Linked DNA regions of Mus musculus: all the other regions are linked to region 3. A link is a contact called in public HiChIP or PLAC-seq data. All regions are on one chromosome and are shown on one strand. The core of a region is the stretch at or near the end of the contact, and the rest is flanking DNA. Distances in the headings are between cores, read along the strand shown. Region 1 overlaps Plxdc1 (plexin domain containing 1). Region 2 overlaps Socs7 (suppressor of cytokine signaling 7). Region 3 holds the start of Pcgf2 (polycomb group ring finger 2). Region 4 holds the start of Npepps (aminopeptidase puromycin sensitive).

What was found. HiChIP or PLAC-seq counts read pairs in DNA pulled down with a chosen protein or histone mark.
Region 1: an H3K4me3 HiChIP or PLAC-seq map of the SCID.adh cell line shows a contact between it and region 3, with 15 read pairs. The contact joins the enhancer-like site here to the promoter of Pcgf2 in region 3. A contact is called at or near these places in 2 of 39 promoter capture datasets (cranial neural crest and stem cell-derived epiblast-like cells), 1 of 15 datasets of contacts at CTCF or cohesin (the NIH/3T3 cell line) and 8 of 115 datasets of contacts at active chromatin or transcription factors (the 230-238 cell line, the SCID.adh cell line, effector CD8 T cells and 2 more).
Region 2: an H3K4me3 HiChIP or PLAC-seq map of bone marrow-derived macrophages shows a contact between it and region 3, with 4 times the contacts expected there. The contact joins the enhancer-like site here to the promoter of Pcgf2 in region 3. A contact is called at or near these places in 8 of 39 promoter capture datasets (the 3T3-L1 cell line, embryonic stem cells, hippocampal neurons and 2 more), 2 of 484 Hi-C or Micro-C datasets (the N1E-115 cell line and embryonic stem cells), 10 of 115 datasets of contacts at active chromatin or transcription factors (bone marrow-derived macrophages, embryonic forebrain, embryonic hindbrain and 5 more) and 2 of 9 other capture datasets (adipose tissue and macrophages).
Region 4: an H3K4me3 HiChIP or PLAC-seq map of embryonic stem cells shows a contact between it and region 3, with 8 times the contacts expected there. The contact joins the promoter of Npepps here to the promoter of Pcgf2 in region 3. A contact is called at or near these places in 1 of 39 promoter capture datasets (pre-B cells), 2 of 484 Hi-C or Micro-C datasets (both in embryonic stem cells), 3 of 115 datasets of contacts at active chromatin or transcription factors (embryonic stem cells, large pre-B cells and memory CD8 T cells) and 1 of 9 other capture datasets (pancreatic islet).

The regions. Positions count from the first base shown.
Region 1 is chr11:97,955,609-97,961,264 of GRCm38.p6, forward strand. Plxdc1 (plexin domain containing 1) reads right to left here. Exons shown (of 14, transcript NM_028199.3): 3 at 815-958; 4 at 491-560. Among named protein-coding and RNA genes, the nearest start is that of Plxdc1, 28 kb to the right of the region's middle. Within about 2 kb of position 3,218, at least 62 of the 459 cell types and tissues checked have an H3K27ac peak or open chromatin away from gene starts, as enhancers often do. A contact at or near this core is called in the SCID.adh cell line and embryonic stem cells, where this site is marked.
Region 2 is chr11:97,396,825-97,403,054 of GRCm38.p6, forward strand. Socs7 (suppressor of cytokine signaling 7) reads left to right here. Exons shown (of 10, transcript NM_138657.4): 10 at 1-1,718. Among named protein-coding and RNA genes, the nearest start is that of Socs7, 38 kb to the left of the region's middle. Within about 2 kb of position 3,642, at least 84 of the 459 cell types and tissues checked have an H3K27ac peak or open chromatin away from gene starts, as enhancers often do. A contact at or near this core is called in the N1E-115 cell line, bone marrow-derived macrophages, embryonic stem cells and 4 more, where this site is marked.
Region 3 is chr11:97,695,621-97,701,606 of GRCm38.p6, forward strand. Pcgf2 (polycomb group ring finger 2) reads right to left here and starts at 4,028. Exons shown (of 10, transcript NM_001163308.1): 1 at 3,916-4,028.
Region 4 is chr11:97,279,264-97,284,652 of GRCm38.p6, forward strand. It overlaps Npepps (aminopeptidase puromycin sensitive), which reads right to left and starts at 1,313. Exons shown (of 23, transcript NM_008942.3): 1 at 938-1,313. The coding sequence starts at 1,195. It overlaps Gm11592 (a long non-coding RNA gene), which reads left to right and starts at 1,431. Exons shown (of 3, transcript XR_001780313.2): 1 at 1,431-1,878; 2 at 3,320-3,441; 3 at 3,963-4,046.

The DNA.
Region 1 (5,656 bases), core at 1,968-4,467, 260 kb after region 3:
AGAAAAGAGTCTGATGGCTTCAACCCCTCCCTACCCAGTGGGCTCTGTACTTGGTGAGATAGAAAAATGGCCCAGATTAGAGAATGCTTGCCCCATATCTCTGGATAGGCACAGATTACAAGCACAAGGGGTGGGAGAAGGGAGAGGAAGTGACTCCCAACCTCTCCTGTTTCAGGAAATAGGATGAAAGTAACAGGAAGTCAGAGAGGTCCTCGGATCAGGGGACCTGAGTCCTTGATCCCTCGGTCTCCGAAAAAGAGACCCCAGAGGTCCACATGCCAGCTGTTTGGGCCCAGAGTAATGAACTCATGCTCAGAGTCCCACAGGCAGGCACGCACACAGATCATCTGATTTGGGTGGGGCAATTGAGACAGTCCCTGAGTTCCTCCCTCCCTCACCCACCTATCCACCACCTGTTTTCAGTGAGTCCCTCTCTGAGTCAGGCTGAGACCTCCACGTCCTCCCCCCAACCTCATTGGTTTGTCCTTACCTCCGGTTGCTATGGTGATCTGCCGCAGAGGATGCCCATAGAAAGGGAAATCAAAGGACAAGACCACTCTCTGCAGGGACAGGAGAGAGTCCCCATGGGTGGTACTGCCTGCCAGACACAGGTCACCCTCCCTACACCAGACTTATCTGAACAATGTGGGCACCAGCATATCCAGGGGATGGCTCCTAGGATGACAGCTGGGTACCCCACTGAGCTTCCTCTGACTGAACCCGCTCCAATTACAAATCTCAGGCCATAGCCCCATGTACTCCCAGGCCGCCATTGCTGGCCTAGCCCCGAGTCCTGTTAGGCCTAGGCACTCACTGAAGCCTGTCGGTGAGAACTGGAGAGGATCCTGTGGATCTTCACATGACTCCGGTTGGCCACAGCCAGGTCCACCCACAGATCCTGGCTTTGTTTCTCACCAGGGCCGTAGACACGGGACACGTAGTAGTTATGGTTGTCCTCCTGCGGGGACAGAGACAGAGCCTAGAGGTGGCGTGAGGAGCCAGGCAAGCTGGGCACCATCCTCTGCTTCTCCCTACTCAGACTTCCCAATATCCTCCTGGCCCAGCGCACCTGACTGAATGCTTTAGGCCTGAAAGTCCCTGCAACACCCTTGGTGTCTCTCCCAAGCCATTCCTCAACAAGTCTGGCCGTTGCTCCACGTATACTCAGCCCTGTCCTGTCCAGACAAGCCAGAGTTATCCTGTAACTCTAAATGTTTCAGAGCATGATGAAGGGCAAGATCAGTATTGGGGACATGATGGAGAAGCCCCAGATAAAGCCTTCATTTCAAGGACCATGCCTAGATCACAGAGGACATAATCTCTGACCTGCCTAAGAAAAGAGAGAAAATACAACAGCTATAACAACTAGGTCTTAGATGTCTAATGGAGAAGGTAGTCGCCAGAGTTGCTAGTCTGATGGCGGAGGCAGGACACAGGCAATGGAACCCAGGCACAGAGGCAAGAGCAGAACAGAAAACAGTAGTGCCTGTTCTCTGTGGTCACCAGATGGAGGAGAGAAGTGAGGAGTTCCTCAGGGGATAATTTCACATCTCCCTGTGTGGCTGATGCAGATACCACAGCAGGCTGGGTTTCTTTCCAAAGTCTCCCTCAGAGGAGCATCTGGGGCCAACCCTTATAGCAGGCCAGGGAAAGCCAGTGAGCTGGGCTGTCTCAGCACTGCCTGGAGCTGTCCCAAAAGCACCTCACAGGAGGCAGCATCAGGGAGGTCAAAGGCTCCCAAGGCTACCTCGGCTACGGTGATGCCCCGGGCATCATGGATCATTAATCAGGCTGCAGACACAACAGAGCAAACCGTGTTCTTCCTGCTGAGCAAGCCAACTGCCAGTGCTTGGCCTGAGCCCAGTGGAAGCTGGGAAGTGGGGCCCTGGCCACTGTATGCCTGCAGAGAGGCAGAGCATGGCTCCCTGTGACAAGCAATTCCCTGTGAGAACATTTTGGAGCTCTAGGGTTGGGGTGGGCTAAGGGTGGGGGGGGTAAGTAAAGAAACATGGGATGGGGGGATTCTGCTGGAACCACCTGCTTTTGCCAGGCTACACTCCCATTTCAAACAAAATAGTTTAATAAAGGCCAGCTCTGGCTGGAGAGACGGTTCACTCCACACTAACAGTGCTTACTGCTCCGTCAGAGGACCAGGGTTCAGTTCCCAGCATCCACACTGCGGGGTTCACAGTCACCTGCAAACGCCAGCTCTGAGGGACCTGGTCTCTGTGGGCACCACGTGCACATACACATAAATAAAAAGACAATAAATCTTTAAAAAAATAGAGCTTAAAATTTTGAAAAAAAAAAAGAAAATCAGCCCCCACTCCCCTCACCCCAACTTGTTGGTTTCATTTTGGTTTGCTTTTGAGACAGGGTTTCTCTGTGTAGCCCTGGCTAGCTTCTGTAGACCAGACTGGCCTCAAACTCACAGAGATCCTGCCTCTGCCTCCCAAGGGCTGGGATTGAAGGCGTGCGCCACTACTATACAGGTTGATTTTAACACAGGGTCTCAATCGAGTAGCTGAGGTTGGCCTAGAACTTGCTGAGGTTGGCCTAGAACTTGCTACGTAGCCAAGACTGGTCTTGAACTCCCAATTCTCCTGCTTCTACCTCTCAAGTGCTTAGGATTTCAGGCATGTGCAACCATGCAGCCTTAGATGACTGCTCCTGCTTCAACGTCAGCCCCTGACATGCAGAAACAAGGGAGTCACCTCTGTACCTTTGGACCAAGGTTCTCCCTCACCTGATCAGTGCTCAACAAGTGTGTGGGCGTCAGGTGGCACGTGTTTCTAATCCCAGGGACTTGGAAGGCTAAGACAGGAGGCTCACGAGTTCAAGGCCAGCCAGAGCTACATAGAGTCTGGGACAACCCAGGTAACTTGTTGAGCCTCTGCCTCAAAATACAAGGAATAATAAATAAATAAGCAAACACAAAGCAAGTGAAAGCCCAGCTTGGGACCCAGCTCAGCGTGAGAGCACATGCAAGGTGCAGGGTTTGTTGCCCAGCAACAGAAGAAATTCCAACAAACTGCATTTGAGGCACAATATGCCCTCTTATGACTAAGAGACCAGTGAGGAATGGGTTGCGAATTTGAAAATAAACCTGCCTCATCAAAACTCAGGCTGAAGGCCTGGCTGGCTCTGAAGGGGAGGAGTGGGAAGGACATTCCATTCCTTGGGCATGCTGCGGTGGCTTTAAGCTCAGCCTCCCTAAAGGTGTGTCCAATCCCATTCTCCAGCATCCACAAAGGTGACCTTCCTAGAAACAGAGTCTCTTCAAGTAAGTAGAGTCAAGGTCACCCTGGATTAGAGAAGTTTGATTCAATGGCTGCTGTCTCTGTTGTTGTTGTTGTTGACGACATGGTCTCTCTGTGTGACCCTGGCTATCCTGAAACTCACTCAGTAGACCAGGCTAACCTCAAACTCAGAGATCCACTTGCCTGCTTCGAATAAAGGCATCACCACCACAGCCCAGATGCTATCTTTATCTCTGGAGGGCAAGAGCCAGACAGAGGAAATGAGACCCAGGAAGTCATGTGATCGCAGAGGCAGAGACTGGACTGATGTCCTTAGGCCAAGGAGGGCCAGGGATGCCCAGGAGTCGCCAGGAGCTAAGAGGCTGGCAGGAGTGGCTCTTCCCAGGGCCTCCAGAAGGAGAGTGGCTTCAGACTCTAGGCCCGGGAGAGAATAAATGTCTTACAGCAGAAAATGAATTCAGGTACCCTCAGCTGTAAGCTGCTGTGGTTCCGTGGGGGCAGCCTGGAGTTGTTTGCCTCCCTCCCTGTCACTCCCCTGCTTAGGACACCCTGGCGCTCAGTTAGAGAGAATGAATGTTGGACCTCTTACCACAGTGTGCTAGGCCCTGTGGGCCAGAGCCTGGCGTTGCCTAGACAACGTGCATTCCAGATTCCTTGTCACTAACGGAGCATCAGAGTAAGCAATATGTCCAGCATACAACAGCACAACAGAAAACAAACAACTGGCTATGGAGATTTTAATGGGGTCTTTGGGAAGAAATCCAATTTAACTGCTTGTCCCTGTTAGCTTTTTCCTCCTCCTCCTCCTCCTCCTCCTCCTCCTCTTCCTCCTCCTCCTCTTCCTCCTCCTCCTCCTCCTCTTCCTCCTCCTCCTCCTCCTCTTCCTCCTCCTCCTCCTCCTCTTCTTCCTCCTCCTCCAGTCTGGCATGCAGACCTGATAGCTGGAGCTCCAAAAACCACATTGTAAGTTTAAGGGCAGGTACCACATCCTAAGGATGGAAGGGTACAGAGCTGGGTGGGGCCTAGGTTTTTGATGACACGTTGGAAGGATGGCTCTTAAGTCTCTGACGCCTGTCACCTAAACAAACTTTAGATGGCAGTGGTCTGATCCTGTGCCCACCCCCACTCCTGCACCCCCCTTTTTCTCCCTCTTTACTGGGTGTCTCTCTGTTCTGGAAATCATCAACACTTGTCTGCCTCAGGGCCTTGGTGTCTTCGGTCCCTAAAATTTTTTTTTCCATGATCCAAAAAGGCCTGGTACAAATCCCTGAAGTCCCAGAACTACAGCCATCCTCAACTACAGTGAGTTTGAGGCTAGCCTGGGCTACATGAGACCCTGTCTGGGGCGAGAGTGGAGTAATTGGCTGCTCAGTAAGTGCTCAATCCCTTAAGAGGCTAGCCCACACTCTGAGCTATCTGATCTGGCTTCTTCAAGTTTTCTTTCATTAAGATGTACGTACTTCTGGGCTGAAGATGAGATGGCTCAGCTGTTAGAGGATAGGCTTACAACCAACAACATAAGGTTTACTTCCTTCACGTGTGTGAGTGTTTTGCTTGCATATATGTCTGGGTACCAGGTGTGTGCACAGTGCCAAAAGAGGCCAGGAGAGGTTAGCAGATCTCCTGGAACTGGAGTTATAGACGATTGTGAGCCATGATGTGGGTGCTGGGAATTGAACATGGGACCTGCAGAGGAGCAGGAGTGTCCTTAACCTCTGAGCCACCTCTCCGGCCTTTTTAAAGGACTCTTATACCCATAGGATATGAGTTCCTTCAGGTCAGGGGTTGCATTCCTTAGGGAGCTCTGGCCCAGAGCAGGGCTGGCTGAGCAGGACCCAGGACTCAGTTCAAGGCCTGCACAAGCTCTGTCTGTTTTGCAGCTTCTATCATTGGCTCTCGACATGGATCGTGTTAACATGCAGGTGTGACAGCAGGAGAAAACAGGGTTTCGGGGACTTGGGCAGCCGTGTTGAGGGTGATGACACACGGTAACTGAGAGAAGAGTCAGACTCTGTCAGCCTGCTTTTCAGGACTCACAAGGCAAGAGCGTCCCCAAACCTGGGAGGAAAACTGCCATACTCTGACACACAAACACATCTCTTGTTACCTCCTTTAGAAAGAGTGGGGACTCTGGGAATGTGTCTGGATGGCTCATTGCTCTGAGTCTTGTCCACCATGGGATAACAGGTAGCAAGGGCCACAGCCTGTAATAGCATTGTCCACAGCCAGGTGGCAGCCAGGTCCACAGCCAGGTGACAGCCAGGTCCACAGGCATGTCTGTTATAGCCACATCCACAGCTAGGTGATAGCCAGTCCATAGCCAGGTGACACCCAAGTCCATAGCCTGTGATAGCCTAACACTCAGCTGCAGCATTTAAGGGAGGTATGTGGGTTCA
Region 2 (6,230 bases), core at 2,392-4,891, 300 kb before region 3:
GGGATGAGCTCTGAGTTAGACATTTTCCCTATGGGAATCCTCTTGGTTTGGTTTGTGGGGCGAGGGGAGTGGATATGTGGTTTTTATTTGTAGTCATCAACACAGCTGTCCTTACACTGAACCTGTGCTATTGCATACATGTAGCCATCTTTCTTTTCACTGCAGCAGTGTTTATCGGTAGTTCAAAACGATTTATTTGCTCCTGGGGAGTAAAAACCTTTTTTATTAAAAAAGAAAAAAGAAAAAAAAAAAGAAAGAAAGAAAAGAAAGAAAGGTGTGCCCCATTATGATAGCTGTAGAATTGTTGGGCCACAAGAGTCACGTCTGCAAGTCCCCTGTGGTCCATCTGTTTTGGCACTGGAGCCCTCGTGCTCAGTACAGTGTGACAGGGGCCCTTCCTTGGAAACGTGGAGAACATTTTGGGAGTGAGGTTGGGTTGAATCACTGAGAGGGCTCTGGGGACAGAACTGCAGTTGAAAATAGAATACTGATTCTGTAATCTGCCAGAGAAAGGACCTTTCTTTACATACAGATTTCATGTGTCCTTGATCTTTCATTGCTTCCTGGTGTCCTGGATAGGGGTCACCTAGTTTCTTCTGGTGTCCCTCTTGTCTTTCCTGTCCTTTGTCCTGTCCCTTCCCACTTCATCTACCTCCCAGAAAGCCCACCCTGCATGCTGTTTGTGACATGCTTTCACTCATCCCATCTTCAGAGGGTTTTAGAGGGTCCCTGGAGTCGCTCCCTGCCCCACTGACCCCTCCTCATAGTGCCAAGAGGCAGCAAGGAGCAGACAAGCAGCCAGGCAGACAGCAACATTGAATCGCAGCTGGACTGTGACGGCAGCTGCTCCTGGAGACAGATAGGGAAAACAAGGCATTCTTCAGCCCACTTGCTGTGCTCTGTGGGCAGTGGGCTGATGCCACCACTCCTCCATCCCTGGTGCTCCCAAGAGGGACGGGCAAGAGCCAGGCACCGCTCTGGGCAGGCCAGACATGAGGATGCCTGCACAGGTGCTGCACTGGTGCTGCATAGCACAGGCACTGACCGCTGTGCATTCTGGTGGGTTTTCAGAAACTCCGTGCTGAGGGGTGTCATTCTGGACTCAGTGGTTGGAGTTTTTTTCACCACCGGGGAGCTGTACCCCCATAACCACTCTGTCCTGCTTAGCCACCCCTGCCCTCCAAGCCAAAGCGTGGCCTGGCTTTTGTCTTCCCATTTAGTTTCCCTACTTTATTCTCCCTTTTTTGTGCTTAATTTATTAAAATAGTTGCTGTATAATTTATTTTCATAAAGTATAAAAAAATAACTAAATGGTTAAAATAGACTTGCAGGCCAATCTTAAATGGGGGTGGGTCTGGGGTGGGATGGGGAGAGGGAAAGATGTTTTGATATAAACAAAACAAATGCACTTTGGGTGTGTTTTGGTATTTTTCTGGGCATAGAGGGGTGGGTGTTGGGATGTCCCTGTAGATTAGTTCCAGAGTGGGGTGTCTGTAAATACTGTACTAATAGGCATGTGTGACTCTTGTAAAGGGACATTAGTAGCTGCTGCAGGTCCTGTTTGGAAACTGTGTGTATAATTCCCGGTTTTTTGTAAGTGTCAGCGCGGGAGACATTTGACTCTTGTGTTTGTATCTCCTTTTTATGATTGCTGTACCGACCCATGTCTTTTTGGGGAGGGATGAAAAGAGATTTGAAATAAAAATGTTTAGAAATGATCTGTTACTTGGCTTTGTTTTTAGTCTCTCTCCTGACTCTTCACTCTCTGTCAGGCATGGGTCCCTGCACTGGCAGCCATGCAGAACACAGCCAGTACTGTCTCCAAAGCACGGTTGTTGGAAAATTCCTAAGACTGAAACAGGCCACTTCCCAGAGCTGCCCTAGGAAGTGCAGGAGCATTCCGGAGAACCTTGGGAAGGGTGGGCAGGTGCCCAGAGTCTTCCTGTCAGGGTGAGCAGTGGCTCAGGGTGGACTGGCACATTTTACTGTGGCAGCAACCATCCTGGTGAGGCTGGCTGTAAGGCTGGCTTGCTGCTTTTTCATTTTGCCCTCCCAGCTCCTGGGCAAGGCCTGTTGCTTTCCTTAATACCTCAGGTGTGTTCTGGGAACTACTTTAACCCCTATCTACCCTCTCCCTCTCTCTCCTTTTTTTTTTTTTTTAAGATTTATTATTTATAAGTACACTTGTAGCTGTCTTCAGACACACCAGAAGAGGGCGTCAGATCCCATTACAGATGGTTGTGAACCACCATGTGGTTGCTGGGACTTGAACTCAGGACCTTCAGAAGAGCAGTCCGTGCTCTTAACCGCTGAGCCATCTCTCCAGCCCTCCCTTCTCCCTCTTATCCTGCTTCCTGCTTGAGGGGCCATTGGGCTACCTGGAAATTGTCTGCAGGTTTCCTGCTGAATTCTCTGGGAAGCCACTTCCCTAAGTGAATCACAGGGGGACTTCTAGGAGTCTCCGTGTAGCCCTGGCTGTCCTGGGACTTGCTCTATAGGCCAGGCTGGTCTTGAACTCAGAGATCTGTCTGCCTCTGCCTCCATGAAGGTATGTGCCACCACCACCACCTGGCCAGGCAGTCCCCTTTTTATCCAAACAGTTTCAGCAATTTACCAAGAGCTCTTGCTTCCTGCTTCCTCCCTCCAATTCTTTTTTTTTTAAGATTTATTTATTATATGTAAGTACACTGTAGTTGTCTTAAGATACACCAGAAGAGGGCGTCAGATCTCGTTACGGATGGTTGTAGCCCCATGTGGTTGCTGGGATTTGAACTCAGGACCTTTGGAAGAGCAGTCAGCGCCCTTAACCACTGAGCCATCTCACCAGCCCCCCTCCCTCCGATTCTTAAAAAAACAAAAAAATTCCAGGGGCTGGAAAGAAGGCTCTGTAGCTAACAGCACTGTTCTTGCAGGGGACCCAGGTTTGGGTTCTCAGCACCCAAACCTCAGACATGGTGGCTCTCAGCCATCTGTAATTCCGAACCAGGGTGTTTGAGTCTTTCTTCTGGCCTCCACTGGACACCAGACACAGCTGGTACAGATACAGACTTGCAGACAAAACATTCATATAAGCCTTTAATGTGGTGGTGGTGGCGCACGCCTTTAATCCCGGCACTTGGGAGGCAGAGGCAGGCAGATTTCTGAGTGAGTTCCAGGACAGGCTACACAGAGAAACCCTGTCTTGAAAAAAACAAAACAAAACAAAAACAAAACATTCATATACATAAATCTTAAAAAATAAAATTCCTTCTAGTCAGGCATGGTGGCACATGCCTTTAATCCTAGCACTCGGGATGCAGAGGTAAGTGGATCTCTTATGACTTCAAGGCCAATCAGAGTTACACAGTGACTCCCTGTCTAAAAAACAATCCACCCCCCCCCCAAAAAAAAAAAAAAACCAACAAACTCCAAGCCACATGTGAGGGCCTGTGAAAAGGTTTAGCAGGTACGGTACTTGTTGCCAAGGCAACCTGAGTTCAATCCTTGGAATCTATACGATGGACTTGGCTGTGGTTGGCCAAACTGAACCAGGCAGTGAACCCTCAACAGGGAAGGGAATGCCGAGGAGGCATCCCGCTGGACGCAGGACAGGATCTTCGAGTCACCCGGTTCTGGGGCTCGGGCTGGAGGCGTGGCGACCGGGAGTCGCGGGGGTGAGGGTGGGGTCTACCACGAGGTTGCGAGGGAGGAAGAGTGGGCGTAGCCGAGTGCGCCTTTGAGCTGCTTCTGCCACCTAGTGGCTCTTCTGAGCCAGGCCACCCAGCTGCAGTTTGGTGAGGCTGGGATAAATATTCACAAACAGCATCTCCAGTCCTGGTCTGTGGCCGGATTTCTCCTTGGCTAGTTGGGGACCCTGGCTTGTCCCGAATCCTCTACCTGACGCGAGGGACAAAATCCTTTCTAAGATGCAGGAAGAGCCATGTTTTTTTAGACTCACTGGCGATGTATAGAGCTGAGACTGACAACCCTACCCTATGGTGGGTGCCACCCTCACTCCCCGACTTGACGATGGCCAATGACAGATGCTGGGACCCCTGCCCGGCTTGGTATCATCTTAGGATTCGGTGTAATTCTCTAAATATATGTTGTTCTGTGTCTCCTCCAGCCTCCCTCGCCTCCTCCTGGGGGGTGGGGGGGACACGTGCGGGGGGGGGGGGGATTTGCCCTCTTGTCTCTAAGATGACAAGAGACAGCAGGCACTGGAGACCTGCTGGAGAAGGCCAACAGGGCCTGTGCATCTATCTCCTGGGTCTCTTGTCCAGCCCTTGCCTACGGGAGAAGGCGGTTTGTACTGAAGTCTTCATTGCATCATGTCAGGGCAGATGCAAGGATTTGGGGAGGGGCTAGGAGGGTGAAGAGCTTCGGGAGGGATCCAGTGGTAGTCAGATGAAGGGGGCGGGGCTGGGGCTGGGCTGTCAGGCATCCAGGGACACCTGTGTACACTCTCTGGTGCCTGCCACCTTCCCCGACTGACACCCACTTCACTCTCCAGGCCTGGCAGCCTCAGCTGCACCCGACCAGATTGCATCATGCCTGGCTTTGTTCTCACAGACAGCAGGTGCAGGAGGAGCAGCCTCTTCCCTCTCATCCTTTCCACTCCCTCCCAGGCCACCCTCCTTTCTCCCTTCAGGGCTCTCTACTTGCTATTAGAGGGAAGAAGGCAGAGTAGGCTATACCACTGTGGTCCTCAAAAAAGCAACACCAGGTGGCATAGCAGAATATGGACTATCAGAATTAAATGACAAGGTCAGAACCGTTCTCTTGCTTCTAAAGCTAAAAATAACGAGCTGAATTAATTCAACCCTTGTAGGAAGTATGAATCGTATGTGGCTCATTCATGTGGACCTAGAACTTCCTGCCCCTATTTTTGTATAATCTTTTCTACAATCCTGTGAGATGGTGCCACTGTCACCTGTTTTGTGCCAGAGTGCAGAGAGGTGACAATACAAGAAGACCACAGGGCCACTCGGGCCCTTGGACTTGAATCTTGGTCTATTTTCTTTTAGACAGACTTAAAGGACGACCAAGAGATGGTTGGGAAATTCCATGCTGACTGAGCCTGAACATTTTCTTTAAAAGGAGTCTTGAAACTGGGAACAGTGACTCATGCCTACATTCCTAGCACTTGAAGCTGCAGGAGGAGGTGCCATGAGTTCAAGATCAGCCTGAGCTTCATAGTGAGTTTGAGGCCAGCCTAGGTTACAGAGTGAGACCTTGTCTGAAAATGTTAGAAAGCCAAATGGGTGGTGGTGTGCCCAGCACACTCCTCAGGAGATAAGGGTTCCTTCTTGTCTCTTAATTTGAGCAAACAACTAATGTGAGCTACCTACTGAGAAACCTGGCTGTGCCTGCCCAGTTGGCCACTGCTTCTTCACTCTGGTGGTGCTGTATGTAGGCTTTGACTTAGGCAGGGTGTGAAAGGGTACGAGTGTGTCCAGATGTATGCCCCCAACCCACCTCTGGCCACACCTCCCACACCTCCACCCTTGCCACCACTGCCTCTGCCAGGGATGTTAGTTGGGCTAGTAGGATTCTATATAATGACCCCAAAGGCTGGGCAAAGATGGTAGATGGTACTGTTCCTTCTCTTTATAAGGACTATTTGTAAATCTTCCTATGGTGTTCAGAGTGTGGTGGGAGGGTTGGGAGGTTGTATACTTGTTTTCCCCGTGACAGGATTTCTCTGTGTAGCCCTGGCTGTTCTGGAATGTGCTCTGTAGACCAGGCTGGCCTCGAACTCCCGGCTTTGGAGTGTTGAGAATTTAACATTGGACTTTGACAGCCAAGCTGGCATGAATTTGACTAACAGGACTCTGTTTCTCAGAGCCAGACCTGCATATTTAGGGGTTGACCTTGCAAAGCACTGGCCGAGCAGCAGCCTGGAAATGGGGGTGGCCGCTGCACCCTGCTTTCATTTCCTGGTCATTGAGAGAAAAGGAGAGGGAAGCCAATGGGAAGGAACATAGTCTGGCTTCTGCAGCCAGAGTCCAGCTCCTCCAGGGTCTGGGAGAGGCCAGCTGGGGGGTGGGAGCATGCTTGCTCGCTGACACTCCTGTCTTTTTAGTCCAGGACAGACTTCCTATAAAGAGACAAAGGATCCATTGACCCCATAGCCTTGTGACACTACCCAAGATTGTCTTCTCTCTCCAGGCAGCCAGCAGGGCCCTCGGGTAGCAGACAGGAGCTATGAGGCCACCTAGATGGCATGACAGGGAAGCTGAGAGAGGCTA
Region 3 (5,986 bases), core at 2,778-5,277:
CATTTGCAAAGAGATACAGGTTCCTAAGAAGCCACAGGAGCCCCACACAGTCTGTCATTTTAGAGGTTTCATCCGAGAGAAGCCCCCAGCACTTTCTAAGCCCAAGGCCCTAAGGGAAGGAGATGCTATGGATGGAAAGGTTCCTTGTCTCCCCTAAGAGTAAAGAGCCTCCCTGCTCCCCATTCGCATCCCTAGGGGCCTCAGAAAGCCACCACTGGGGCTGGGGGCGGGGAGAGGCACTGATTGGCTCCTCACCTGATTGCCATGGTTACCTGCAGGGCCCTGTCAGCAGGTGCCAAGAGTGGCGGTAAACAGGAGCTCCCAGTCCCCAGAGCATCCATCCCCTCCCCACTTCCTTGCTCAGCATCAGGACCATGGTCTTTCCTTCCTGATGCAGGGGGTGGGTGGGGGCTGAGGTGCTGGTGGGGAGGACAAGGAAAGGGAATGGTGTACCACAACACTACGGAGGGGACAGCTGGGAGACACAAAGCGCCTAGAGAAGAAAAAGTGAAAGACAGTTCCCAAGAAGCAGAAAAGGGGCGGTGACCATTTGGAACTGGTGTCAATGGAGCCGGGGAAGAACCCAGTCCCTTCTACATTCCTCCAACAGCCCCTTCTGCCCCCGCCCCCAGTCTGTAGTTCTCTCTGGCTCTAGCTCCTGGCTCCCAGGGGCCCCAGGCCAGAAAGGGGCTTGGTCAGCATCTAGCACCCAGTCCCTGGCCATTTGGGCTCACAGATCTCTCCCTATGTTTCCAGCCTACAGCGGACAGACATCCCACATCTCTCCAACGAACTAGACTTTTCTTCTGTAGGTATTGGTTTCTGATACCACAGAGAGCGGGTCCTGCAGCCTCCAGGGACACCAGCTACAGCCCTCCCTTTGCCTTGCTGTGCACCAAATCAAATCAAGCCCCAGGCCACGAGAGGTCATTCAAGGTCACATCCTAGCACTTGACTAATGAGGTGGATGGGATCTTTTAAAAAATTCTTTCCCCCTTCCCTTCTCTCTCTTGCTCAGGCCCATAGTTTGTTTGTTTGTTTGTTTGTTTGTTTGTTTGTTTGTTTTGTTTCTCATTACTGATGGCTGGCTGCTGGGATTTGAACTCATGACCTCTGGAAGAGCAGTCAGGGCTCTTAACCAGCCCCCACTCCATGTGATCTTTGAAAGCACTGTTGTGAAGTCTTCTCAATTTACAGATGAAAAAAAACTTAGATGTGACTTGCCCAAGGTCACTCAGAAAAAAAAAAAACGGGCGATGCTCGGACTCAGCGGAAGAGCTGAGCAGGTGGGTAGAAGGACAGAGAGCGACTGCTGAGACGCCCATCCTGTGGGCCTGCTGAATGGGAGGCAAAAGCTAATGCCTTACACCACCTCCGCATTACAGATGGGGAAACTTAGGGCACAATGGAAACCAGAACGAGCCAGAGTATAGCATGTAGACATGAATTTCTAGCATTGGTTCCCCTCCCGGCATCATAGACCCAGCTCTGCAAGCAAATCTCATGTGTTCATGTACGAGTCAGAGGGGTTCTGCACCAGGACACAAAATCTCTTATCTTTTCTTTCTTTCTTTTTTTTTATTATTTATTTATTCTATGTAAGTACACTGTAGCTGTCTTCAGACACTCTAGAAGAGCGAGTCAGATCTCCTTATAGATGGTTGTGAGCCACCATGTGGTTGCTGGGATTTGAACTCAGGACCTTCGGAAGAGCAGTCGGGTGCTCTTACCCGTTGAGCCATCTCACCAGCCCCTCTTATCTTTTCCTAACCTTTGGCAGTGGTACAGCCCTTAGCATGGAAAAAAGATAGAAGCCTCGACCTACCACTCAGTTCCTGAAAACAGAAATAAATAAATAAATGAATAAATAAAACAGTAATAAAGAATTTACAGACAGCAGCTCAGTAAGATGCTCACATCCGGAGCCAGACACACCCCCTTCATCTCTTACATCCCCAGCACCCAGAGCCAGATAAGCCTGGTCATGCACACAGGCCAGACAGACACTTGGCCAGACACACACCACCACATACACAGCAAGGCTGGAGCCAGGCTCCTACTCCACAGATGCAGAAGTCATTTCCACCCACCCCATCACATCCCTGCCTGAAACTGGAGCCACAGACATTAACCTTCTGCGAACCTCTAGTCCTCTCAGGGCAAATTATAATTTAAGTCTTCCAGCAACAAAGACAGGTCAGCGCCCCACCACCACTCCGCTATAGGGTCCGGGGTGGGGGTAGGGGGGCGCTACAGTAGGCATCTGACCTGTATAACATGTAACCTCTTCCACTTCAGCCTCTCTCCATTCCCATGGCAACAGCTCCATCAACCACTCAGGGAGTTCCTTTCCCCCTCCCCTGCTCACCTCCCAAGCCTTCAACTTGAACAGGATCAGGCGACGCGACAGCCGGACTGGATCCTGGAGGCTGTTTCCTGCCTTATTCCAAACACAGTTCTAAGTGTGCAAGCCCCAACCTCAAACCAGGGGAACCCCTGGGAAAACCTCTCCACCAAAATGCTACAACAGAGCTGGCTTTATGCTCCTCCGATTACAGTAATAACACCTTGGAGCAGGGATGTGTGTATGTTGGGGGTGGGGGTGGGGTTGTCATGAGTTTCGGGAACAGCACAACTGCAAGAAGTCCAGAGAGGGAGGCCCAAGACTGTGAGAGCCAGCTAAGAGAAGCCCCTCCCTCAGCGAGAGGAAGACCAAAAGAGACTGAGGCAACATGGGGGATGGCGGGAGCTCGGCCGGGGGCTACGAGAGACAAAGACGCAGGGACAGCTCTAGGTAACACCTGTACATACTTAAACATATTTAAATTTACACATACACACACCCTTCTCGATCAAGCAACCACAGCAATTTTGGATAGACCCGGGAAGTGAGGGATGGAAGAGTAGGGGGCTTGCCTAGACGCCCCTGGGAGTCAGGAAGGGCGCGGGGCGTCTGCAGGCTCAGGGTTCCCCGGGTTTCAGAGCTAGCAGCGGCAGAGCTCAAGGAGAAAAGAGTAGCCGCTTCCCTTTTCGCCTCCTGTGGCAGAAGGGCCAGCTCATCAGACCCCTTGGCCACTCATGAAAAGACAGAGCATGCTAAATCTCTCCTCACTCCCGTTCTTTCCCCTCCACCCTTGCTTCCCCGCGAAGCCTAGGTCAAAGGATCAGGCACCCCCAGTGACCGAGTGGCCACTCCTTCCCTCCCTAGAGCCAAAGTTTGGTGGGGCCCCGGGAGGGAGGTAGGGAAAAGCTCAGCCGAGGTGGTTCAGGGAGGGGGCGGGGCGCCTCGCACCGGGACGAAAGGGACCTCTGGGGGAGGTGCCCAAGATCCCGACCCCAGGAGTTAGGGCGCCCTCCCTCGGCCACCAGAAAGCCAAGTCCCCTTCCTCCGGGCCTCAAGTCCTCGCGCGTCTACCACGCTCACTGCCCACTCGGGAGGCGACCCTTGCCCGACTCGAAGGGGCCGAGCCACAGTCTGCTCCAGCTTGTGGAGATCCTCGGGTCGGGGGCGGAGGGGGGGGCGAGACCCACCCTAGCGTATGTCCCCAAAGCCCTCGTGGCCGCCCGGACCCTCCCCCTCGATACCTCGCAAGCAGGGTCTTAGCAGGGGGCTGCTGCACAAAGAGGAGGTGGTCGAGGGAGACTCCAAATCGTTAAGAGGGGGAATCCACTTCGGCCATCTTGGAAGGGAGGAAAGGAAAAAAAAAGAGAGAGAGACCGGGAACGAGAGAAAGAAAGGCGGACCGGGCGAGCTTGGACAGCGGCTGGCGGGGCGGGAAGGGACGCGGGCGGCAGGCCAGGCCGGGGCTCCCGGCTCCCATTGGGGTCTGCGGGGAAAGGTGAACGGGTCCCGGTCGCCAGCCCTAGACGCTTACGAGGTAGCAAGGAGGCAAGCGCGAGTCGGCGTCCGCTTACCTGGCTTCGGGGTCCGGTGGGTCTCGGGGAGGGGGGGATGGGAGGGAGGGAGGGAAGGGAGGGGAGGGGGACCACAGCCCTGTCGCTCGCTCGGTCGGCGGGAGGGGAGAAACCTATGATAAGAAAGGAGTTTGTAAGAGCAGCTTGGGGAGGGGAGGGGACCAGAGGGGAGGGGAGGGGCCGTGGGGGGGGGCAAAATGGCTTTTTTCCTCCAGACAAGAGTAGGTCCCGCCCACTACTCACCCACGTGACCTCATTCCTTCAGGATGTTTGCAGAGAGGGAAAGAGGAGGGGGAGAGGCTAGCTCAGCTGCTCCCCACCGCCTTGCGCTGGGCTTCCCCCAAACCAAGAGGAGACCACCTCTTATCCAAGCAGATCCCTTGAACCCGGAGGAAAGGTCCTATTGTGTTACCTTCAGTCATGAAACCACCACCTCCTCCTAAAATAAGTGTGTTCTCCCCACTTCCACCGACTCTGCGATCCCTACCCTAGCTGGGGAGCTTGGAAAATGGTGAGATGCAGACTGGGCGGAAATGTGTCTCGCGGCACCCGGTGCGTCGCCGCTACCAAAGGGCGCTTGGGCGGGGGACGCGGCGCCGCTGGCCACGCGTCCGAGTGAGGTTCGCTCACTCCAGCTGAATCCCTTGGGATTCCTAAGTGCGTGTGTGATCCCCCCCCGAGCGTGACCTCACCGCCTCCCCACACCGATTCGGGGTCCTCGCACCTCGCGGGAAACGCACGGTGGCCTCGGGGCTTGGCTGTGGCCGAGGCTGGCGCGCTCAGCGTGCTCGGGCGGAGAAGAATGGAACGCAGTCCGGGGCGGGGAGAGCAGCCCGAGACACGAACTCGGGCGCCGAGCCAGAGACACAATAACTAGCCGAATTCGAGAGGCCCCGACGCAATAGGAAGCGAGGAGTCGAGAGAGGACGCGCGCCTTTTCGCCGCCGGTGCGCCTCCCTCGCGGCCGCGGAGGGGCCGGCGAGCGCGAAGGTGGCTGGTGCCAGCCCACTCCGACTGTCGCCCTCGGCTCCACCCAGCGCTCGCTCTCCGGTCCCCAGCGGCTCCGGGCCCCGGGCAGAGTAGGAAGGAGAGCTAGAAGAGACGGCGCCAAGGAAGCGAATCGATTCTGCGTTACCACAAGAACCGTGGACCTCAATAGGTCGCTCGATTTCGCTGATTCGTTACTTATGATTTATTGGGGGGTGGCCACTGTGACTGTCCCTCCAAAGAGCTCGATTATCCGGCCTGAAAAGCCTTTAAGCGCCTGGTGGGTTGGCTCGAGTAAGGAACGAATCTTTGTCGAGCCTGCCTCCTCTCCTTGTTCCAAGCCTAAAGCAGTCCCGAAGTGAGTGCTTTTATACACTGGACCGCTTATCAGGAGCCCTGTGAAGTCTGTCCGCCCAGTGACCCCACCAGCCTCAGCTCTCAGCCTGCAGAGCCGAATGACGGTGTAAAGGAAAGGCAAGAGATTTCCGCTTAGATCGGGTGGTCCAAGTGGGAGCGGAAGAGGCCCCGGGAGGATCGGTCACTTGCTTCCCAATCCCTACATCGGGTACCACGAGCTCACAGGCTACTGTGGAAAGGGGTCTCGAGTTAGACACGCCCACTGTCATCACGGCCCATGTGTCCCAGCATCTTGAACTCTGCTAGAGCAAACACAATTGCTCAACGTGAAGGGTACTGCCTGGCTACCTTTTGTTTATTGGGGTGGGTATCCATTTGCTCCTCAATTATTAAGGTCCAGTTCCAAGGAAACCGCTGGAGAGTAGGGACACACTGAAGACCCACCACCCACTAAGACTCCAATAAATCATCTATGCTGGGATATTGCTAATCCCTGTGGTTCATCGGGAGAGCCGCTGACTTAACTGTCCCAACATCGAAAGTTCTCTGTGCCAACGGCAAGTACTGTTTTAGGCACAGTAGGTAAGCTGGGCTTTGACACCGAGCAGGGCCAGCGAGGGCAATAAGCTGGAAAAGTCCCTTCTCCATGTTTGAAGCGCCAGGTGATCTGCAAACATAGAAGAGGGAGTCCACAAGAGACTTCCTTTGAGCCAAATGTCTAGAGAAC
Region 4 (5,389 bases), core at 63-2,562, 420 kb before region 3:
ACAGCTCCCAATTTTCATTTCCGATCTCACGTAACACATCATACCCATGGTTATTTATCGTAACCGTTTGAGACCTCTGTGAGCCATCTATATGGATGGTCTCCGAAATCAAACAATACTGCCAGATAATGCTTCGGGGAGGAGGGAGGAGCGTATGATTCACCAAAAAAACTGCAAAGAAGAGTAATGGAATATTTTCACCAGTGGCAGGCTAAGACTGAGAGCTTTCTTTCAGAAGAGGGGACTGCTAAGCAACCGCCACTGAAGCAATAAATCCACCAGCTTCACAGGTTGCGAGAGCAAGGCGGATAGGAGAAGAGGAGCTAGGGTCCTCCGCGGCTTCTCTGGAGGTTAGGGGAGAACAAAGTCACTGCTGCACTGTCATTTGAGGGGAAGGGGGAGGGGGCGGATCATCCTGGAAACCCGGCCCCTGGGCAGGATCAGGCCGGGAGAACTCGGTGAGGCTGCCTGGGATTAACATTCTCGCTCCACTCCCCCCTGCCCCCAACCTTCTAGACTCGCCCCTCCTCGCTCTCAAGTGCCTGATGACCGCCCCTTCCAACCTATCCCCGGCGGAGTAAAGGGACGACCAGGAAAGAACGCAGTCCGCAGGGGTGCCACCGAGCAGGCAGTCCTAGCCCCTTCTAGTTCCCCAGCCCCCACCCAGCCTCTCCCGGAGCTCGGGGCCCGGAAGGCGGGGACCAGGGGCGCTGCACACAGGTGTGCTGGCCCCCCGAGGGGCGCACCGCCCGCAGACTCCCGCAGCGCGGTCCCCGCCCGGCCGGCCGGCTCGAGGGGCGCGCCGCACCCGCCTCCCGCTCGGTCCCGCGGCCCACGCGCCCAACCCGCCCCGGCCTCCAACCCAGCCCGCGGGCGCGGCCTAACTGCTCGCCCGCCCGCCCGCTGCTCGCCCCCCGGCGCCCGAGGGTCGCAGTACCTGGGCGGCGGCCTCCAGCTTGCCCTCGAAGGTGAAGTCCAGCAAATCGGGCTTGAGGCAGAGGCTGTAGTTGATGGGCGACACCTCGGCGGGCAGCCGCTCGAAGGGCCGCTTCTCCGGCATCGCGGCGAGGCCCAGGCTGTGGAGGCGGCGGCGGCGGCGAGAGGAGCGGCTGAGGAGGAGAAGGAGGGGAGGAGGCGGAGGGCCGAGGAGGAGCAGGCGGCGAGCGAGGGAGGGGACGGCGGCTGCCAGCCACATTCACCGGGCGCGGGCGACCGCCTGCCGAGAGCCGCCGGGGAGGCTGGGGCGGGGGACAGACCCAGCGGGTGCCTGGGCCGGGCGGGCGGGCGGGCGGCGGTGCGGGCGGGCTGCCTACGGGGAAGGGGGCGGAGGGGAGGGCAGGGGAGGAGGGCGGGGAGGGAGGCGGCGGCGGCTGCGTGCGCGACCCCGCGGGGCGGGCGCGACCCCGCTGAGGGCGCGCGCCGAGGGCGGGGCGGGGCGGCGAGGCCGCGGTCGGCGAACGGGGAAGGCGAGAGGAGGCGCTTGGCGCTGCACCTGTCGTCGGCCGGTGGCAGGAAAGAGCCACGAAGGGCATGGAGGAGCTCTGTGGAAAATGGAAGCCTACGCAGCGGTCAAGTCAGCGCGGGGGGGTAGGGGACGCGTGGAAAGAGCCATTCCACCTCAGCGGTGTGAGCCCGACCTGAGGCTTTTTTTTTTCCCTAGGAAATAGCCAGTTGAAGGGATGATCTGAAAACAGTTTTCCGAGGAAACACTTAGTTATTCAAGGTCGCTCCAACCAGTGAAATCTAGACCTTTTAGGAGAGTGGTTTCAAAGACTAGAAATACAGGATCCCACGATTTCATATTTAAAACAAGATGCTTCATTGCTGGGCACGGAGGCTGAGGCAGGACGATCATCATGGGCCAGCCTGGACTACAGAGTGAGTTCCAGAATGGTCTGGGCACACAGTAAGATTTTGATTAAGAAAACACAGATGATAATAATGATCAACTGTCTGTTTCCGGATTTTTCCCTTCCTGTGGTGCTAGGCTTTGAACTCAAAGCCTCTACACAGGCTGGGCAAGCGCCATGCCACTGAGCCACACCCCCACGCCCCTTGTTTTTGTTTCTGCTTTTTTAACTGAAAAGACCCTTTACCAGTTGTGACTTCTGTAAAAGTATCCTAACTGTGGCTCCCTCCATTCTGTAGTTATCTCTAAGACCTATGTTTAAATCAAGGCAAAAATATTCCTAAAAGCGTATTTCTTTTATAGAAACTTGTAAGGTAGAGTCAAAACTAAACAAGCACTGTCCTACAGACATGACACTGTGAGCCACTAGATAGAATTAAAACAACAGAAGTTATTGCACCTCATCTCCCTAGCCCAATATATTCAGATTATAATTTCATCATGTAATGCATTTTAAAGATGCTAATGAGGTGCCTGGCAGTGGTGGTACTGGCTTCTGGAGGCAGAGGCAGGCAGATCTCTCTGAGTTTGAGGCCAGCCTTCACTACAGAGTGAGTTCTAGGACAGCCAGGGCAACACATGGCTAATGCCTACTGTATTGGGCAGCACAGTTGTGGATCCTCAACCTGCCCTGCTTTCCTCCAAAAATCCTACGTGCTTTTTAGAAACACAGATGCAATTCTTAAAGAGACGGGCCTTTAATATGTCTGGAATACTTGCTAACACTTTACACGTTCATTTTATCTCTCAGACGCTCTGTGAGGTGGACCCCCAACCTGTTTTATATATGCAAAAACAGGCACATAGAAAGATCATGACTTGCTCTAGACCTGTGTACAGCTAATAATTGGTGGAGCTGGAATTGAGACCCAGTTGTTTCTGGTTTTCTCCTTGAGAACATTATAAACAGCTTCCTTCATAATTCTGCCAGTTTGGTTTATTCTAATCCAACTGTGTATGATCTCCTCAAAATGTTTGCATTTAAAAAAAAAAAAAAAAACAAAAGGCTTCCTCCTGTCAAAGCAAAATTGATTTATAACCATCTAAGGCTGCCTATGAGCTGTTTACCCTTTAACATCAATTCTACAGTCTAACTCGATTACTGTCTAGCCCTCACAGATTGCTAATTTGCTCAGGAATGAGTGTTTCAGTGGCCTGCTCATCCGTTTTTGTGAAATGTGCGCCCCTCCCTTCCCTCACCTTGCCAGGAAGAGTTCCATTGCAGAACTCCACCCTGCTCTAGCCCTTTCCGATTAGCTCCGGAACTCTGCCGATTCATGTGGACTTGGTCTTATGTTTTGCAATTGAATATTAGGTTTGTAGATCTTTGTAGGATGAGCTAGCAAGAGCTGGCTTGCTTTTTTTTTTATTTTGTTTTTAATGTTTTTTTTTTTTTTTCCTCTTGGACAGGGTTTCACTCTATAGCCTATGCTGGCCTCAAAATCACTATATAGAGCAGCCTGGCACGGAGCCTTTCAGCAGTTTTCCTGCCTCAGCCTTACAGGCAGCAGCAGCAGCCCCACCACCAGTTGGTTTGTTTCCCTATTTTATTTTCCATTTCTCCTCCTCTACTTTTCTATCTTTCTTTCTTTTTCAAAAACAGGGTCTCACTATATAGCCCTGGCTAGCATGAAATTAACTATGAAAACTGGTTGGCACTTAACTCTCAAAGATCTGCCCATCTGTGCTTCCCAAGTGCTAGAATTAAAGTCCTAAACCACCGTGCCCTGTTGTTTCTTCTCTTTAAGGCAGGCTCTCACACTGAGGCCTCAGCCTTTGGGGTGCCGGGATTGCAGACTTGAGCCACCACTCCTCAGTCTTTTCATTTTCCTTCTGATTCATTTACTTTTCAAAGAGCTCACTCTCTACTTCTTTTATTGCTTTCAGTACTAGGCCCTGAGCAAAGTGCATCTTGGTTGCTATTGAGCCAACTAAACAATAGGCCAAGAGAGAATTCTTCTTCAGTCTGTGCTGTCTCTCCTGTACAAAAAAAATCTGTCCCACAGGGAAACTGTGAACCTACAACTATAGACAATCTTTTATTAAATCACAGGATTAAGAATGGCGATGCGTGGGCTGGTGAGATGGCTCAGCGGTTAAGAGTGCCGGCTGCTCTTCCAAAGGTCCTGAGTTCAAATCCTAGCAACCACATGGTGGCTCACAACCATCCGTAACGAAATCTGATGCGCTCTTCTGGAGTGTCTGAAGACAGCTACAGTGTGCTTACATATAATAAATAAAAAAATAAGAATGGCGATGCGTACGCCAGGCATGGTGGTGCACGCCTTTAATCCCAGCACTCAGGAGACAGAGGCAGGTGGATTTCTGAGTTTGAGGCCAGCCTCGTCTACAAAGTGAGTTCCAGGACAGCCAGGACTATACAGAGAAACCCTGTCTCAAAAAACCAAAAAATAAATAAATAAAATAAACAAAAAAAAAAAAACCAACAACAACAAAAAAACAAAACAAAGGCCTCTTCTTCTAGTCTATAAGCGTCAATAAAAACTTGGGGGCGAGGTGGAGAACTAGAGAGATGGCTCAGTGGTTAAGAGCACTGTCTGTTCTTCCAGAGAACCTAGGTCAGTTCCCAGCAATCACATGGCAGCTCACAACTGTTAATTCCTCCTATTCTAGGGGATCTGACACCCTCCAAGGGACATACATGCAGTCAAAACACCAATGTACATAAAATAAAAATATATTTTTTTTAAAAAAAACTAAAAGGGGTTCGAGGCTAGCCTGGTCTACAGAGTGAATTCCAGGACAGTCAGAGCTATACAGAGAAACCCTGTCTTAAAGAAAAAAAAAAAAAAAAAGTTAAAAGGGGGCTGGCAAGATAACTCAGTGGCTAAAGGCACTTGCCTCCAAACCTCACAATCTAAACTCCGTCCCCAGAAGCCACACAGTGGGGGAAAAAACAGACTCCTAGGAGTTGTTTTCGCTCTCCACTTACCTGTGTCACAAACACAAAACCTACAGAAGCAATGGATGGGGTAGGGGTGTATGGAAAAGAGAATTAAAAAAAAAAAAAAGTTAATATGGCCCTGTGTGGAAAGCTCATACCTTATAATCCAGCTACTTAGAGGGGTGGGGCTGGAGGGCCAGGAGTCTGAGGCCAGCCTGGGCTACTTAGTTAGCCTGCGCTATCTTCCAAAACAAAAACAACCAAACAACTGTTGCCTGCATCTGCCAGGTGTGACCTGTGCAATTGTAACAACAGCACTTGGAAAGTGAAACAGTAGTAACTGAAGTTAGTTCACCATCATCCTTTGCTACATAGAGAGTTTGAGAGCAGCCTGGGCTACTTGAAACCCTGTCTCAAATAATAACAAAAAGAATAGACAGGTATAGTGTTTTACACCTTTAAACCTAGCTCAGAAGGCAGGTGGGTTTCTGGAAGTTCAAGGTCAGCCTGCTCTACAGAGTGAGTTCCAGCACAGCCAGGGCTACACAGAGAAACCCTGTCTCGAAAACCCCAAA